Regions from separate parts of the Mus musculus genome. Here regions 1 and 2 are each linked to region 3. The links are chromatin contacts, called in public HiChIP or PLAC-seq and promoter capture Hi-C maps. All regions are on one chromosome and are shown on one strand. Each heading gives the region's core, a stretch centred on a gene start, on an enhancer-like site or on the middle of the called end of the contact. The rest is flanking DNA. Distances are from core to core; before and after follow the strand shown. Region 1 holds the start of BC062258 (a long non-coding RNA gene). Region 2 has its middle 79 kb from the start of BC062258. Region 3 overlaps Ror1 (receptor tyrosine kinase-like orphan receptor 1).

What was found. Promoter capture Hi-C pulls out the DNA fragments that hold promoters and counts their contacts. HiChIP or PLAC-seq counts read pairs in DNA pulled down with a chosen protein or histone mark.
Region 1: a promoter capture Hi-C map of liver shows a contact between it and region 3, with 3 times the contacts expected there. The contact joins the promoter of BC062258 here to the enhancer-like site in region 3. A contact is called at or near these places in 5 of 39 promoter capture datasets (cranial neural crest, embryonic stem cells, liver and 2 more), 1 of 15 datasets of contacts at CTCF or cohesin (the NIH/3T3 cell line), 1 of 484 Hi-C or Micro-C datasets (liver) and 1 of 115 datasets of contacts at active chromatin or transcription factors (bone marrow-derived macrophages).
Region 2: a contact with region 3 is called in an H3K27ac HiChIP or PLAC-seq map of hepatocytes, with 5 times the contacts expected there. The contact joins two enhancer-like sites.

Annotation. Positions count from the first base shown.
Region 1 is chr4:99,927,535-99,931,408 of GRCm38.p6, reverse strand. BC062258 (a long non-coding RNA gene) reads right to left here and starts at 1,591. Exons shown (of 2, transcript XR_003955079.1): 1 at 1,395-1,591; 2 at 1-764. It overlaps Pgm1 (phosphoglucomutase 1), which reads right to left and starts at 1,958. Exons shown (of 11, transcript NM_028132.3): 1 at 1,598-1,958. The coding sequence starts at 1,843.
Region 2 is chr4:100,006,748-100,010,310 of GRCm38.p6, reverse strand. No RefSeq gene overlaps it. Among named protein-coding and RNA genes, the nearest start is that of BC062258, 79 kb to the right of the region's middle. Within about 2 kb of position 1,685, at least 40 of the 459 cell types and tissues checked have an H3K27ac peak or open chromatin away from gene starts, as enhancers often do. A contact at or near this core is called in hepatocytes, where this site is marked.
Region 3 is chr4:100,367,394-100,371,243 of GRCm38.p6, reverse strand. All of the region lies in intron 4 of Ror1 (receptor tyrosine kinase-like orphan receptor 1), which reads right to left. Among named protein-coding and RNA genes, the nearest start is that of Gm35760, 24 kb to the left of the region's middle. Within about 2 kb of position 1,318, at least 10 of the 459 cell types and tissues checked have an H3K27ac peak or open chromatin away from gene starts, as enhancers often do. A contact at or near this core is called in hepatocytes and liver, where this site is marked.

The DNA.
Region 1 (3,874 bases), core at 342-2,841, 440 kb after region 3:
GCAGAGAGGCGGAAGCAGCAGGGCTTAGACGACGATAAGGTGGCGAGTGGCAGTGTAGGAATCCTGGAACTATTAGAGTTTGGCCAAAGAGGGAAGAGCAACAGGCCAGTGGCTAATGCGTGATGATGTTTAGTAACTTTCTGTTGTTGTCTTCACGCTTTCCTTCTCACTCCACAGTACTCCCAAAGTGGCAGAAATCCATTTGAACCCTAAAACTCACACTATGCTAAAAGCTCCTACCGACAAGGCTCACTCCTGCCTGGGAGCCTTCCTTTTCCCCACCCATTCTCTGTCCTGGGCATAGGCCAGGGGACTGCTGAATGAGGCCCCTGTGAGCAAGGGTGGAGCTGAAGGGATCCTCCCCACAGAGCTGACCGGCCTCTCTCCCACATGGAAAGCTGTGGTGGTCTGAACACTCCTGGGCATACAGATACAAATCCCAACTTCTTTCTCTGTTTGTCAATGTCTGACCCATCCAGGAAAGTCTACATACAGAGCTCAGTTTAGATCTTGAAAACTGGAAAAAGAAGGTCTTGCAATTTATGAGTCCCTCGATTTTCAGAAGCCACTCAAGTGGTACCGGAAGGTCCGTGCTGGATTCAATGTTCCCGTTATAGTTTTGGTAAATTCTTTAACCTGCCCAGGCTTTTTAGTACTCTCCTCGGTGACTTTAAAGTACCCATAATAGCGTCTTCCTTATAGGGCTTCAAGAGGGTTCTTGAGACACACCAGTGAAATGTTTGTCACGGTGCTTGGCAAGGCAGCTTGAAATAAGTTGAAATACAAGTTATTGTTGAAGGGAATGGGCCCCAGAGGAGCTGAGAGAAAGTCCAATGTTATTGTAAATATACAAAGAAAACGTGTTCCTTAAAACTTCTTTTAAAGTATCTTGTAGAAACAAATAACCAATTCCAAATCCACATTTACAAATCATCAGATTTATAGGAGAAAAAAAAGTTTCACCTCTCTAGTGGACCTGCTCAATTAAGACAGTTAACCTTCTTAACCAGGGGGCGGAACTGGGGGCGTTGCATTAATTTCCTGGCCTGTCAGGACAGCTTGCATAAGAGAGCCCTTGGGTATATTGTTATTGCTTTAATGAAAATTCAGGTCCAGCCCCCTTGGTGGAACAGGTCCAGCAGAGACTGGACTTTTCAAAAGCCTGAACCCAGGCAGCAGGCCCGGCAGGGGAGGAAGCGCCTTTCCCAAGCCAACCAGAGGGCAGGGAGAGAGGCTTGGCACCTGCGGGCCCAGATCGCTGGCTTAACGCCCCAGGGGGATGAGTGCTCCGGTCACCCCGGCCCTCCCAACACCTGGCCTCGAGTCAGCGGGAGGTGCCCCAATCCCAGACCAGAATAGCACAGCGCCACGCAGGGTCTGCACGGCGGGCTCACCTTTCCCCGGCATAGCCATTGCGAAACGTGGGGTGTGGGGGGATGGGGTGGACGGGAAGCCGAATAGGGGTGTGGGGGCGGGGGTACTGCCAAGGTCAAGGGAGCGTGCGCGGGGCGGGGACGGGATGGTGGCGCGCACGGAAGCGCCGGCCCAGAGAAGCCCGCACGTAGCACACGCTCAGCCCGGCCCGCGCGTCCCTTACCCCGTTGGCTGCAGCGATGCGTACGATGAGCTGGATGGCCTCGGTCATGTAGAAGCGGCCGTCCCCGCCCACAACCAGCGTGGCCTCCTGCCTCAGCGCCGGCTCCACGGTAGAGACGATGCTCTGGATGAAATTCTCCGCATAGTTGGCGTTGCTCTGGAAAACCTTCACTCGCTTCCGCAATCCGCTGGTGCCCGGCTTCTGATCCGGATATGCCTGCGTCTTCACTGTCACGATCTTCACCATGGTGGCGGTTGGCTGCGAGGCGACAGTGGCTGCGGCTCTGGCTGCTGCAGAGGGCTCAGGGTCCGCTCTGCTCTTGCCCTGGAAACGATGGCCCAGGGCCTGCCCACGGCCCGCCCACTTCGCCAAAGTCCGGCTGCCTGGGAAGAGGGACGGGTCACGGGGTCGAGAGGGGCGGAGTCTCCCCGACTGACACATCTCTACCTGAGCCAATGGTCTATATAAAGAAACTAGCTCTTTAACTGGAGAGCAGAGCTTCATCTATCGATCATAGTGCAAGGACGAAGAGTTCAGCACGTTACTGTGATTGGACTAGAGTGTCACGTATACATTCCAGAAGCTGGTCTAAAAGACAGAAAAGCCATCCTCCGACTTTTTTTTTTTCTGCAAGGACAGGCTCAACCCCAAAGTTATATTCAGCTTTCTACTTTTTATGTGTTTGCTGTGGGCCACATGCTACTTCATTAGTGATTGTGGATATCCGAAGAACTGATTTGTTTAGTGTATAGTTTCTAGATCTTCCAAAAGTACGGGTTTTATTTTTCCGTGCTTCTGCTCACAACACTGAGAAATTCCGATAATAAAATCCTTCCTCGCCGGGCGGTGGTGGCACATGCCTTTAATCCCATCACTTGGGAGGCAGAGGCAGGCAGATTTCTGAGTTCGAGGCCAGCCTGGTCTATAGAGTGAGTTCCAGGAAAGCCAGGGCTACACAGAGAAACCCTGTCTCGAAAAACAAAACAAAATCCTTCATCACTTGAGGAAGTTCAGCTCAGTTTGGGTCTGAACAAGCCAGGCAGGCTCTTACCAGGGTTGGCCTGTCTGTCATCCATCACGTTTGACAACTAGGAAATGGAAACTTTGAAGGCAGCCTAGATAAACATAGATACAGCTATAAGGCGTCAAAGGATTACTGTGACAGCGGACCCAGTGATTGTGAAAACAGCAAGAGCTAAGGCAGTCAAAAAGGATTTGATTATTCGGTAGGAATATTTTCTTCTGCCTTTCTTAGTTTTTTTTTGTTTTTGTTTTTGTTTTTTTGTTAAGAGTCTCTGCTTGACAAATGTGTCATTTTAGTATACCAAGAAAACAAATACCTTTAAGAAAGTTAAGTCTGTGAGTGTCCATCTTAAACAAATGTAAAACCTTTCAAAAAGGATTTCTGCAAGAAAGAGGTTGTGGTGATGATGACTGTGCCTGTATTCCTACACACACACACACCCAGAGAGAGAGAGAGAGAGAGAAAGAAAGAGAGAGAGAGAGAGGGAAAGAGAGAGAGAGAGAAACATTCCATAGAGGCATAGACCTATACAGACTTGAAATGACCCCAGCTTAGTACAGTCCACGTGAAATCAGTATTAGTTGATGCAGTCATCAGACTGTACTTAAAACCTATCAAGCCTAAAATTATCAGCTCCTCTCTCCAGTTGCAGTACTAGAACATACTGATAACCCATGAACTGAGCTTGTACTCATACTTTCACAGTGGCTAATTGGTGTCTCTTGATCAAGCAGGGAGGTTGGCTGACATATGTAAGTTCTGCCTCAGAACAAATGCTAATAGGTATATGGATATGAAGTTTATGTGTATACAGCATAGCTGGTTATAATCACTGTCATTGAGCTTCTGTGGTAGCTATGTGGAAACTGACAGCTGCTCATAATTTCTAATATTTTCCTAAGAATTTACAGCTTATAGTCATATTTTTGTAAAGTAAGTTGTGTTTTCAAACTCATTAGGTGAGAAAATTAGTTAAAGGTAGAATAGTGAGTGTGACTGAGATTACCTAACTCAAAAATGAAAATATAGCATAGAATCCTCCAAGTCTTACAAACATCCACTTTAGATTTATATAGTTTACATTAGTGCTTTCACCTAGGTACTAATAAAAAGTACTCAACAAATGGTATCACACAAAGTGCTGGGCTCAGACTCGGAACCCATGCATGCCCTTCCCGAGGTCTTAACTGTCTATGGAAGTATGATGAAGCTGTTCACTTAAGACTGGATCTGTACTTCTCTCACCTCAGAAC
Region 2 (3,563 bases), core at 436-2,935, 360 kb after region 3:
TGAGCCATCACACCTGGCTGTACTTTGAGGATCTCTCTGCTGCTCACATGACTTTTGCGTCTATGAGGGAATCAATGGCTCTATTCTTTCTAAATATCTTAATGACCAAGGAGTTGTTTTTAGAATGTTCCTTGGCATATGTATTTCTGGAAACCTAATCCTTACCTTAGCCCATGATTCCAAGAGAATTTTTAACAATGAAGAAAAGAAGAGGCTACATTCTTGGCTTCCCTGGAGGTCAAGATTTCAGAGAAATTAACTGCAGAGACGGGAATGTGTTCATGCTCTAGCTATGAGTTTTGTTCTCAACTCACTAGCTGTATGTCCTTGACCCAGGCATTGTCTCTAAACCTCACTTTCCTAATCTGTAAAATGGGGCTATTGCACTCATCGTATATTAGGGATCTAATGAGAATGGACGTGGAGTATATGTGAGGCCTCAATGTTGAACACAGTGTAAATGCCCAAAAGAAGCCTTTTTTAGAGCCATGGAAAAATATCACTTTTCCTAGGCATATTTTAACTCCAGTGCTTGTTTCAGGAGAGAAGATGGAGAGAGAGAGAGAGAGAGAGAGAGAGAGAGAGAGAGAGAGAGAGAGAGAGAGAGAACACAAACAATCTGGCTTGGAAGGGAACTTACTCTTTGAAGCTGACAAGTGTAATTTGTCTTGAGACTGCCAAGCGCTAGGGTTGAGCCTTCGTGTGGGAAAGAAGAGACAAGCAAGATTAATCTGGGGCCTTCATTACTTACTCCATCTGGCCTGGTTTGGCACAGCCCCTTCCCTCTATAGGCAGATTATTCCTTCAAAAGCCTCAGCAGAGGGCTCTCTAATGGGTTCTGACATGGCAGGAATGGGGTTCACACAGCTCTGAGATAAGGGCCCAAGACGAGGCCAAAATGCTTCCAGCACGACAGCCCAGATGCTCTGCCACAGAAGGCAGAAATGCACTGAAAAGGAGCCAAGGCCTCTGGGACGGGTGAAACCAGGATCCCAGAAGCACCTGGTCTCCACCCTGGGGAACAGCCGGAGCCGCCTTGTGGGCCGGGCTGGTGACATGGCTTACCTGACTGGGATGTGGTCCAATGACCACAGGCACTTGGTAATCTGGTTTTACAGTCACACTGGGGATAAAAGAAGTGGCTAGGAAGAAGGTTGGTTTTAAAATTTTTCTAGCAAAAACTTTGTGGATTTTTCCTCACACCCTCATCCTTATGCGTGTGGTAGTGGTGTGGGGAGGGGGGGGAGTACTTACGTAATCACATATCTGCAAAGCAGGCAGTGTTAATATTGGGGAGTGGGGGTGGAACAAGGAGCTTGCCCAAGGTCACATCTTAGGTGACTGATCCAAGACCACATGTGAGGGTAATTGGTTCAGTCTATACTCACTGTAGCAACTTCCACATCTCAGGCAGAAATTAGAAATTACGAGTAGGGAGAATCTTCCACGGCCCCCAGAGGTAGCAACTCCATGATCTGACCCTTGTCTTCTGAGACAAGCTGGGGCCAGAGGTAGGGGGTGGGGGCACTTTTGAGCTACCCTCAGATAGATGGAGTCCTCAAACCACACAGAAAAGCAGATGAATCAATCAGGACTTTGCTTGTGTTGGAGTTGGACACGTCTGTCTCTGGAACAAAGGCTCTGCTCTTTTGAACACACACACAGTTCTGTTCTGAGAGCCTTCACTGGTGTTCCAGGGCTGCAAAGGGCAAAGTCCAGCTCCAACCGGATAGCTCCCAGGGCTGGAGTCTTGTTTAAGAGCCTGGGCAAACCAGAGGCTATACAACACTGCCATCTCCTGGGAGCAAGGGCCACTCTGGTATGCAGACAGAAATCAGCAGAAAGCCCAGGACTAGATGAGTGAGGCAAGAGGCTGCTCTCTTCTTTTTATGGAGATTTCTGTGGTGACACTGTGATCAGCACTGCCTGTGTTTATCCACGGGCTAGCAAATCTCATGGAAACCAAAAACGTCCAAGTCAGATATTCATTCTTTTTGTTTTCAACTGACAAATATCAACAGAACCCCTGTTTCCTATGATGCGCTGTTACATGCTAAACGCATTGCAGCATGGCTGAGGTGAAGCTAAGTTAAGTAGTTGTCAGCAGGCACAGTGAGTCGTCATCTGTGTAATTCTAGCAGTCAGGGAGAGATCATGGCCAACCTAAGGTAGGTTCTAGGGCAGCTTGAGACCCCGTTTCACCTACCGCTTCCTGGATAAATGACTTCTAAGTTCCTGAAGCTCATAGCTGAGTGGAGAAGATGGACTATAAACAAGAAACAGTCTCACTGTGGAGGGCTTTGTTCATCTTGATTGTGGTGGGCTCATGGGGAAAAGCTCAAGTAGGAATCACCATGGGGGAGGGGAGACCCTGCACAGTCAGACAGCTTGGGAAGCCTTCAGTAAGAACATGACCTATATCCAGACACTTAGTCACACGGTCACAGGGTGAGTGGAAGATCGGATAGTGTGAAGGCTCTGACACGGGGATCCTGGCTCAGCACAAGAACTGGAGAAGATTTGTACGGTTGATCATTGAAAAAACAGGAAAAGAGATAAGATAATACGGAGTTCACAGAGGGCCTTGCCCTACCATGATTAAGTCTTTTTTAAAAACATGTAACAAAAACTCATCACAAAATAGTTTTAGCTCAAAAAATAATGCACTGATTTCTATAACTCTAAATTCTGGTGTTCAAACTTCAAGCAAGGCTAGATCCAGGAGCTTAGATAGTGCCACTAAGACTTTCTTTTTCTACTAATTAATTGTCTCCATTTGTTTCTGTATTTCTTTTTCTGTTTAGTATGTAAATGCACGTGCATGTGTGAATAGATGCCATCAGAGGTCAGAAGGTATCTGATCTCTGGCATCCCCTGATTCTGGAGTTGCAGGTGGTTTTGAGCTGCCCTGTGTTGTGCTGGGAAGAGAACTCAGTTCCTCTGCAAGAGCAGCAAGCAATCTTAACTGCTGAGCCATCTCTCCAACACTGTCTCTCTGTTTCTTAGTTAGACTTATTCTCTCTTTCATTAACAGATTCTGTTGGTCTGGTAAGAAAACTGTCACTGATATTTGCCAGGCCTCTATCTTTACAATCTAAGTATGATCCAAAAGGAAAAGAGATTTATCCTGCTATCTCAAAATGGGAGGATAAAAATGAAGGACAAAGTATGGCACTCTTTGGTTCATGTACATACCTGATGAGCCAATGTGTGTGGTGGGTCATCAAAAGGGACGAGGTCTAACCTGAGCCATGCTCCACCCCTCTGACTTGTGTATGATTGAGAGTAAAGGCAGGAAAACGTGGGTGCTGTGGCTGACGATAGTCTTGGGATCATAAGACTTGGGGAGGAGTCTCCACCAAGACAAAGCAGGCGGACCGCAGAAGAGAAACTGGTAAAGATGGGCTATACTTGTCGCCTGACAAAACAACAGTGACAGAGTTCTGTGAAGGGTTATTATACAAGAAGAAAACAAAGATTGAAAAAAAAAAAAAAAAAAGACCACACAGGTGTGACCTTGTACATCTTTAAACACAACTTTTGCTAGGCAGAGGCAGACAGAT
Region 3 (3,850 bases), core at 69-2,568:
TCTGAGTTCAGAGCTACCCTAAGCAGCCACTCTTACTAAGACACCTGCCTAGTGGAGAAGCTGTGAAAATCTGCATCTCTTTCATGAGCTCCAGCAGAGAGGGAAGAGCCTTGGGAGAATGTCTTCACCAGGAAACAGGCCTGGTCTGTGTGCTTTGTCTGGTATTGAACACGTAGGAAGAGGATGGAAGGATTCATTTTGTTGATGAGGAATGCACATGTAGGTCAACATGACAAAAGAAAGTCCCCCATTTCTCCTGGAGATGAAGACCATGAACAGATAATTTCTATACCAAAATCATATATGCTGGAAGGCATGTTTGCGGCAGTAGAGTGATTTTAGACTTTTTTCTGGGTAGCTTTTCTAGCAGAGGCTTAAAAATGTAATGCAGCTAAAAAGAGTTTGTTAGGTCCCAAACCCAGGACAAATGGCCGAGATGCCTATTTAACACATCAGAGCAGACAACGGCAAAAAAGAACAATATTCTACCTGCTTCCCTCAGTCCCTACCTATTACAAGGTATGGCTGGTATACCCAGCCCCTACCCTAAACTTCTCCAGCCCCGATATTGGGCTAGGCTTCCATCCCCTCACCTGTCCTTCCCTATATACAATCCAGCCATTTGGTTACCTGCCTCTTCAGGCTACTACCCTCTCATCCAGTCTATTAGCCCAGGCTACCCCTCTTGGTAGGCAGCTGTTCTCCCCTCTCCCTTCCCCCCTCCTCATATGGTTCAGGATCATGTCCTCTCTGGATGTCTCCCAGATGTCCCTGCTTCTAGCTATGCTCTCTCCTTTATATCTGCGACAAACCTCCTCCACCATATCTAGGAATAATCATGTCCTTCTCCCTTTCCTTCTTATTTCTGTTTTTCATTCATCTTGTGCTGAAACTTAGGACTAGTCATATCTTTTCTGTTTTATTTCTTTCTTTCTGTTCAGAGTTCAACCAGAATATTTATTCTTCTTCCAGTAAAGATGCTGGATTAGCCCGGCTTGGTTTATATAGGTTTGCCCTCTTCTATCATGCCATCCACTTAGGACAGACCCCAAGGTAAGTACCATGAATCTCTCAGGGTTTCAGAAAAGTGTGTAGCACGTTAGCTACTCCAGCCTTCCTCACTGTGGATGTCAGTATAGGTATGGCAAGGCAAAGTGACTTCCCAGACATACTGAAAGGAAGGCCAGAGACAAAGAAATGTTCCCACAGTGGTTTAATCAATAAGTTCAATGAATCCTGAAAGCGCTCCAGGGCCAACAGTCCCAGGCATTCAGGTAGACACTGCCCAACTCTGCTGTAGTAACTTTTGGAGGTCAATGTCCACAGACTTTGGGAATCTCCATTCTGAGAAGCAAAATCACAGCCTGAGGCTGAATCTTATGTTTGGAATAGAGACGGATAATTGCACGCTTTGCCGGGACAGTTGGTCAGTTTTGTTAGGGCAGAATGTGAGAGAAGCACACTGCTGGCTCATTGTTTGTCACTCTAGCATTTATATTCCAGCAGGACTTCCCAGACTGACTGGTGTTGTATGATCGGATGGGGGTAGAAGAAGCAATTCTAGCTCTGCCTGTAGCAATGTCCTCCCAAAAAGCATTCAGGTGTAGAAACAACACCAGCCCAGTGAAGAGTGGACAGCACAGCACAGCTGACCCAGGCTTCAGGCGTAAGCCAACTGGTCCTGGAGCTCCTAGCTGCCTGTAGCCACCCTGGGAAAAGGTCTTTAAAGTTTTCAGCTCTCTTTTCTAGGAATGATAATGAAAGTATCAAATTATTAGGGTTGCCCTGAGTCATCTGTGTTAGGCATAATGCCCAGTATTGCCATAAGTGAGGTGAGAACTCTACTGTAGAATCAGACAGGAATCTGCACCAGGAAAAGTGGGGAACACTACGTGATACCCAGCAGCCAGACAGCATCTCTGAAAGCCTGGAAATAAGAAGTCACACACATCAGTGGTTCTCAACCTGTGGGTCACGATCTCTTTGGAGGTTTGGCTATCAGATATCCTGCATGTCAGATATGAACATTATGATTTCATAACAGCAGCAAAATTATAGTTACAAAGCAATAATGAAATAATTTTAGGGTTGTGGTCACTACAACTGTATTAAAGGGTCGCAGCATTAGGAAGATTGGGAACCACTGATTTAGATGCTCAGGGAGACAGTCCACTCTAACCATTTGCATCTCCCCAGGACCACATTCCCCCCACCCCCTTTCTTCCTCTTCCTGATCAAGTGTAAACAAAATCCAGATTGTGGTCTGTTGCAATGACCATGTCAGCTGGGAATTGATTTCCTTTTGCAAAACAGTTCCAGCCAGCACACTGAGTTTCTGGGTCATTTCCTTGCACTTCAGTGACAGCAAACTCCAAATTATTTATTCATCTCTGACTGTTGCCTTCTCCACACCTGCTAGCCACCACAGGTGCCTATGGATCCACTGATCAGAGCGCTGGAGTGTTTTCACCTAGGCTGCACAGCATCTGTGGCATATTAGATGTAATTAGTGTTTCGGTGGATCAATTAAAGCTTCTGAGACCCTGTTTTGATAGGTGTTTATGAACATGGTTATGTTTCTTCCCTAAAGCCACCTCCTGCTCCCCGCCCGGGTGATCCTTTAATAGACTAAGAGAGGGCTCTGGACTTGGGATAAATGTGGTTGATCTGGATAATGGGAGCACGCCAGGCTTCCTTCCTTCACTATGTAGAAGACTGGATGGCAGACTGGGTCCCGTAAATCTGGGCCAAACTTTCACATGTGCTTCTTTTACTTATAAGAAGTGCCAATAGAAATACAGAGACACATCCCATGCTACTAACATCCTCAGAGATCAGAAGGGAGTCTGATGAGTGCGTTCCATCTCCTTCAGCCTCCAGCTAATGAACTTCAGGAAAGTTTGCCTACACCAACACTTCATAAATTGCTGGGTTTAAAATTTTTTTTCTTTAAATTTTTATTTTTATGTGTGTGGATGTTTTGCTCCCAGTATGTCTGTGTACCACATGCATGCCTGGTACCCACAGAGGCCAGGCCAGGACTGGGAGCTACATCTCCTGGATCTGGAGTGCAGAAAGCTGTAAGCTGGAATGTGAGAGTTAGGAATCAAACCCAGATCCTCTGGAAGAGCAGTGGTTGTACTGTTGCGCTGTTTCTCTGACCCCTGGTTTGTTTTATTAACTACCACTGTCAAGTATAGCTAAGCATGAATGCAGAAAATAGTGTTCCAAAGGTGAAAGGGATAACATTTTAGTGAATCACTTTTTCTCTTTTCTTCTTTTCTTTTTTCTCTTCTCTTCTCTTCTCTTCTCTTTTCTTTTCTTTTTCTTCTCTCTCTCTCTCTCTCTCTCTATATATATATATATATATATGTATATATATATATATATATATATATATATATATGTATATATATATATATATATATATATATATATATATATATATAGACAGGGTTTCTCTGTGTATAGCCTTAGCTGTCCTAGAACTCCCTCTGTAGACTAGGCTGGCCTTGAACACACAGAGATCCACATGCCTCTGCTTCCTGAGAGCTAGGACTAAGGGTGTGAACCACCGTTGACCAGTGTACAATCATTTTTTGTTTTTTTGTTTGGTTTTGTTGTTGTTGTTTTTTGTTTTTTCAAGACAGGGTTTCTCTGTATAGCCCTGGCTGTCCTGGAACTCACTTTGTAGACCAGGCTGGCCTCGAACTCCGATATCCGCCTGTCTCTGCCTCCCGAGTGCTGGGATTAAAGGCGTGTGCCACCACCACCCGGTGATACAATCATTTCTTAATGCCTTCAAGAAATGCTTTTGAAAATACTAGTAAAATCCTTATACTTGTTAGTA